Regions from separate parts of the Rattus norvegicus genome. Here region 2 is linked to region 1. The links are chromatin contacts, called in public Hi-C maps. All regions are on one chromosome and are shown on one strand. Each heading gives the region's core, a stretch centred on a gene start, on an enhancer-like site or on the middle of the called end of the contact. The rest is flanking DNA. Distances are from core to core; before and after follow the strand shown. Region 1 holds the start of Tha1 (threonine aldolase 1). Region 2 has its middle 36 kb from the start of Tha1.

Region 1 (3,003 bases), core at 204-2,703:
TCTTCCTTTCCCATCAGCCCCGGCAGGTGAGGCCTTGTGGTTTCCCTGCAGACTTCCTCTGCACATCACCACAGAAGAAGAGCCTCTGGGGAACTGGCAGGGCACAAAGAGTGCAGCTGGTGGGTGAGCAAATGGCCTGTGTAACGCCCATGGTGGCTTTCCTGTCTGTGGCGTGACGCTCAGTGCTGAAGTGATCTAGATTCCGTCCCCAGAGGACACACACCGGTGTCTCCCTGAGTCCTGGGTGCTGCTCACCCTTTAAGAGTTCTGCTCTCTCCTCCTTCCAGGCCCTGGTTCACCCTCCTCAGATTCCTGTCAAGGCCAGTGCCTCCCTGCCTTGATGTGGTGACCTGTTTACACCAGGTGCCTGCTGAGCGGTGTAGCTCAGCAGCTTTGAAGTTCCTGGTAACAGCCTTGTCGAAAGATTCTAGATCAGCCCCAGTGATCCCTGGGCCCACAAACAGGCCTCCAGGGGTCAGGTGGTGATCGGTGGTTTATCTCTGGACCGGCTGAAGATGTACATACCCAGCAGCACTAGAGGGCCACTTTAGCAGTGGTTATTGACCCCGAGTGGGCTTTGGTTTGCTGTCTCCTTAAAGCACTCCCTAGATTATGAAATTCTGTCCCCCTGGGAAGGAGCAGCAAGCACTTTCTTTGCTAGATTGGTTTTGTCTTTGTGAAGAAAGAGAGTAGTTCTGCCTCATTGCAGTCAGACCTGCCTCAAATCCGGTTCTTCCTTGCTCCTGATGTGGGTCCTTGAGCTCCTCTCTGGCCATCGGGGGTGGGGAGTGGAGGTGTTGGGGGGAGTGGCTTGCTTTGCAAGCCTGGACAACATCCATCTGGGCAACTGAGTGACAGTGGATAGAAACTACCCGGTGGTCTGGTTAAAATGCAGATTCTGGCTCCCCGAGTTCAGTGTGGAGCTCAAGAGGCTGCATTACCAAGGATCTCCCCGAGAACGAACGAGAACGCACAAGAACACAGAGTGCACCACTTAGCCTACGGGTGCTTCCTCAAAGGCCAGGCAAGGCACCCCTCTGCGTCTGTGCTGCCCTGTCAGCACCGTGGACAGCGTTCAGAGGTCACAGCAACGACCCCTGCTCCGGGCCTGTTCGCCCGGCTCACCGTGGACCGTAGGGTCTTCGCCGTAATCATCGTCTCCTACAACCGCTTCGGCCATAGCGCGCCTCATGGCCGGCCCTGGCCGAGTCACCGTGTCGCTGCGCAGGTCCACCACGTGGGCTGGGACCCCCGCCCAATTCCTAGACCACTGAGCCCAGGGCACCCTGAGCCCCGGGACCGCGGCCCGGGCCAGGCTGCGTAGCATGGCTATGGCACTCGCTTTCCGCGCCCGCAGGCTCCGTGGACGTCTCTTCCGTGCCAGCGGGGAACCGTGCAGCTGGACTCTTCTGACCCGGAGCAGACCTGTACTGGGAAGGCCCGGAGCACTATGGGAATTGTAGTCCTTTCTGGAATTTTATGCAGCTGGCGAGCCCCGCAGCATGCTGGGAGTTGTAGTTTGTGTTCCCTTACTCCACAGACTAGGAGAATTTGGGAATGACAGTTCCTTGCTTTGTTAAATGGGTAACGTAGTTGACGTTCGGGTGATTTTAGCATGTTCCTGGTACTGTTCACGACGCTGCAGATTTAACTTAATTAAGCGTCCTAGCCACTCTGGGAAACAACCTGGGTGTTTGGGAATGGAACACAAGTTCTCTTCGTAATTAGTACCACCTTAACTTCTGAGCCGTCTCTCCCATCCCTCACGGTCCTCATTTTACACCGGATGAAACAGGCTGCAGACGCTGATGTGAAGTCCAGGAATCAGATATGGTACTGTGTTGCCCGTAAACAGTAGCTTTCAACCACTGGGGTCTTTTTAATTTTTCTCTTTTGAAACATGTATCCCAGGCTAGTTCTGAACTCACTGGGTAGCCTAGTTAGCCTTGAACGTCTGACCCTCCTGCTTCGGATTTCAGATGTGTTCTACCATGCCCAGTTTACTCTGTGCTGGGAACTGAATTTAAGGCTTTGTGCGTGCTAAGCAAGCATGCTACCAAATGGGACACATCTCCAGTCCTCTTTTTTAAAAAATGAATTTAAAGCCGGGCGGTGGTGGCTTGCACCTTTAATTCCAGCACTAGGGAGGCAGAGGTAGGTGGATCTCTGAATTTGTGGTCAGCCTGGTCCACAGAGTTCCAGGACAATCAAGGTTACACAGAGAGACCCTGTGTCAGGAGGGGAAAAAAAAGAATTTAAAACTTTTAAAAGTATGTGTGTGGGTGGGGAGTAGATGCACATGAGTGTAGTTACCTAATGAGGCCAGAAGAGGGCGCTGGACACTCTGGAGCTAGAGTTAGAGGTTCTCCGCGAGAGTGGAATGCGCTTCTCAGTGTGGCGCCATCTCGCTAGTACCCGTTTTGGGATTGTTTTTTTTTAAAAATCCCACACCGTAGCCCATACTAGCCTGGAACTCATTCTGCCCCTCTGCCGCAGCAGTCCTTTTGCAGCTTCCCGAGTGCTGGGAATATAGGAATGAGCCACCACGCCCAGCCTTCCCATATAGGTTTACAGAGCGCTGTATTAGGCAGGAGGGGACACGAGGATGTCTTCAACTGGGGCTGGAGGTATGACCTCCTAGGGCATTTGGAAAATGGAGTCGCAGAGGTTTCTAGAAATCTCCCTCCTTCCTACACCATTTGAGAGATAAGATGCTTCCATGGACGCCATGCCCAAGAGCACTGTGACAGAGCACCTAGCTAGCACGGATGAGACCCTTGGATTGATTCCCCAGGGCTGCAAAAAGTAGGCATGGTGGTTCATGCCTGTAATCCCAGCCCTTTGAGGGGAGGAGGGGCGAGATCCCAGTTCTGGGTGGGGTGTGGGTTGCTGTCGAGGTATGAGGATGGCTGAGACTCTCAGGCCAGTCTGCATTAGAGCAAGACTCTTTCTAAAAACTTAAAATGAAAATGAAAAAGCAAGGAAAATAAAATCCGCCCCCTC
Region 2 (3,003 bases), core at 349-2,848, 36 kb after region 1:
TGGGCTGCATCATACACAGTTGCTGAAGGAGATGAGTGGCTGCATGGGTGCATAGCAACTAGAGGTGAGTGGGCTGCATGCATGCACAGCTGCTGGGGAGGTGACAGTAAGTGCCATCCACACTTTGCTCAGAGCTGGAGTGTCCTGAGTTTGGTTGAGGTCACCAGGGTCCGTGCCTGTTCCTTGCTTGCACCATTGATCCTGGGCCTCCTCCTTCCCAATGCTACACCCTTCTGCCTCAGGATCTCAGCTGTGTTTTATATAAACGGGGATAACCCTGACCTCATAACTCAAGCTCTAGGCCCTGGGGCCAAGCTCATTCTTCCTTAGGTGACAGTGGCTGCCACAGGGAGCCAAGGAGGCTTTTGCTCATCAGCCTCACTCACTGTCTGTGAGGATGCAGGTGCCTGGGCTCCCCTCCAGCTGAGCCCAAGCAGCAGGATGCAAAGGGCCCCTGTGAGTTCCTCCTCAAGCATTTGGGAGCTGGGTGGTGGATGGCACATGACTTTAATCCCAACAGTCAGGAGGAAGGTGCATCTCTGAGTTCAAGGCCAGCCTGGTCTATAGAGTGAGGGAGCTCCAGGACAGCCAGGGCTGCACAGGAAAAACATGTCTGAAACCTGCTCACTCGAAAACGAGGGCTGGGGAGTTCAGTTGGTAGAGTGTTTGGCGAGCATGCCCGAAGCCCTGGGTCCCACCCCTAGGACCACATAAATGTGGTAGCAATGATGGCTTAAGCCTGAGAACCTGCCATTCAGGAAGTGGAAGTCAGGGGGTCAGAAGTTCAAGGTCATTCTCAGTTATATACAGGGTGCAGGGGGACATGGGCTGCGCAGGGAGACCAGGGAGTGGGTTGCAAACAACAAAGAAAAAGGAAAACATGCCGGGGGGCCAGGTGTGGTATATGCCTGGAATCCCAGCACCCAGGAGGTCGAGGCTGCAGTGTTACTATGAGTTTGAGGCTAGCCTGGTCTACCTAGAAAGTTCCAGGCTAACTTCTGCAGAGTGAGTTCGCATGTCAATCAAGTGCCTGGGTAGAGCGGAGGAGAACAGAGGGTATATCTGTTATTTAAGTACTCGAGGATTGCATGGAGTTCCAGGCCACGCAGGGTGAAACAAGGCATTGTCTCAAAAACGCCAAAGACTTAAACTGTTACAGTATTCTCTAGAAACTGACACACCCACCCATAGCACCTGCCCCTGCACCCTCCCAGGTACCCTCTTCCCTCTGCCTGTAAGTCAAGGCTGTAGATTTCCATCCCCCTCCTCCTTTCTGTGAGCTATGGGTGGTCTGTCTGTGTTGCAGGCCTGGGACCACCCACAGACAGCCAGGGACTGGCAGCTTTTCTACTTGGAGCCTCTGCTTTTGCTGTTGCACTGGTCCAGGTCCGCTGCTCGAAAGGATTGATGAGACAAAGGCAGGTCTGCAGGTGTCTCCACACACGGGGCAGAGGCTGAGATCCTTAGGACCCTGCCACCACCCAGGGGAGAAAGAACCGGATTCCAGTTGCTTCCCATTTCCTCCCCAGGGCCAGCTAGGGCCCAGGGGAGCAGTTTCACACCAGGCCACTAGAGGGAGCCCTTTGCAGCGCAGTGGCCCTCAGCAAAAGCCAGAGCTGTAGGCTGTGTGTTTCCACTTGAAAGCCTGGGTGAGGAAGGCAGCCCCAGATCTCTACTCTCTGCCTCTCTGCTGGGTGGCTTGGTTTTCTGTAGTTGGAGGTTCATCAATGCAAAAGGTAACCCCGTGAGAGCTCCAGACCATGGTGGGGATTGGGGGGAATCACCTAGGCCTTTATATGGCTGGGCTATTCTAGGTGTAGAATATGTGTCACAAGAAATAACTCAGTGGTAAATAGAGACAAGGACGCATCCATCTCACAGATAGGGAAATGGGGGCCCAGAGAATGACTTGACAGAACCAGACTTCAAACCTGGGAGTAGGGTCTTGGGTACCACAGTGTCAAGAAGCCCTGACTCTTAGGAAGGGGAGATTCCTCAGTCAGGTCTAATGAGCCTGCCCTTCAGGGAAGATCTGACAGGTCTGGCTTTAGATCTCAACTCTTCCACATGAGTGCCAGGTGGCCACAGGGCCTTTGCATGTATTGTGTGTTTACATATGGCTAGAAAGTACTTAGCAACTCTTTCTGTGTGCTTTTTCTTTACTGCAGGATGAGTTTCTGGTACTGGTGACCCAAGAATGCACGAGTCCATGAGCTAAGACGCACTCCATGTCCCATTTAATGTTCTGTCAATGTCTTGAGATTCTTACCTTTTTTTTTTTTTTTTTAATGAGGGACTCGATGTTTGCACAGTCCACTCAGCCACACACACAGCAGTCCTGTGAGCTTCTGTCTTTGCCTCAGGCCCTGTATCATTACCCACAACTGGCTGCCTTTAGGAAGGAAGGAACACGGATCTGGAGGCCCAGTGGCCTGACATGCCTCTAGTATCCAGCCTAAGCCTCTAAGCTGCCCCCTCAGAAGGGACACACATGGCCCTCCTTTCACAGAGATGCTCATCTGGCCTCTGGGCTGGCTGCTTCCATTCGAGGTCACAGGAGTGGTGTCTTCTTCCTTAGGCTAGTCAGCCCAGGGTCTGTTTAGCAATCAGGGCCTCTCAACCAAGTCTCCCCGAAATGGGGGCTTGGGGCCTCCTACCTGGCCTTTGGATTGAACATGGACAGAAAACCACAGGACTCTGAGGAGAAGTGACCTCCAACCCCTGCCCCATCACCAGGTCTCCCTGGCAGCGGCTGATGCCACCATCAAAGGGATAGCTCAGGTGACATCTTTTATCCTCGGTCCCTACCCAGGGTGAATGACCTCTGGGGCAGGGAGTGTTCTGGGAACAGGCAGTGTCCTGGCCAGCCGGGAAACTGAAGCCAGAGCCTAGCCATGGCCCCTCGAGGTCCACTTGGGTCCATTGAAGCTTCCCTCAGATGAGGACACCGATGCCAGTGACAGGAGGCTGGAGAAAGTACGTGGACGTGAGCCTCCTGCCTAC

The links. Hi-C and Micro-C count contacts between places; a contact is called where the count stands out from the background.
Region 2: a Hi-C map of Schwann cells shows a contact between it and region 1, with 4 times the contacts expected there. The contact joins the enhancer-like site here to the promoter of Tha1 in region 1. A contact is called at or near these places in 4 of 12 Hi-C or Micro-C datasets (the A7r5 cell line, Schwann cells, kidney and 1 more).

The regions. Positions count from the first base shown.
Region 1 is chr10:103,597,398-103,600,400 of GRCr8, forward strand. It overlaps Tha1 (threonine aldolase 1), which reads right to left and starts at 1,454. Exons shown (of 7, transcript XM_006247854.4): 1 at 1,126-1,454. The coding sequence starts at 1,327.
Region 2 is chr10:103,633,298-103,636,300 of GRCr8, forward strand. No RefSeq gene overlaps it. Among named protein-coding and RNA genes, the nearest start is that of Tha1, 36 kb to the left of the region's middle. Within about 2 kb of position 1,599, at least 4 of the 93 cell types and tissues checked have an H3K27ac peak or open chromatin away from gene starts, as enhancers often do. A contact at or near this core is called in Schwann cells, where this site is marked.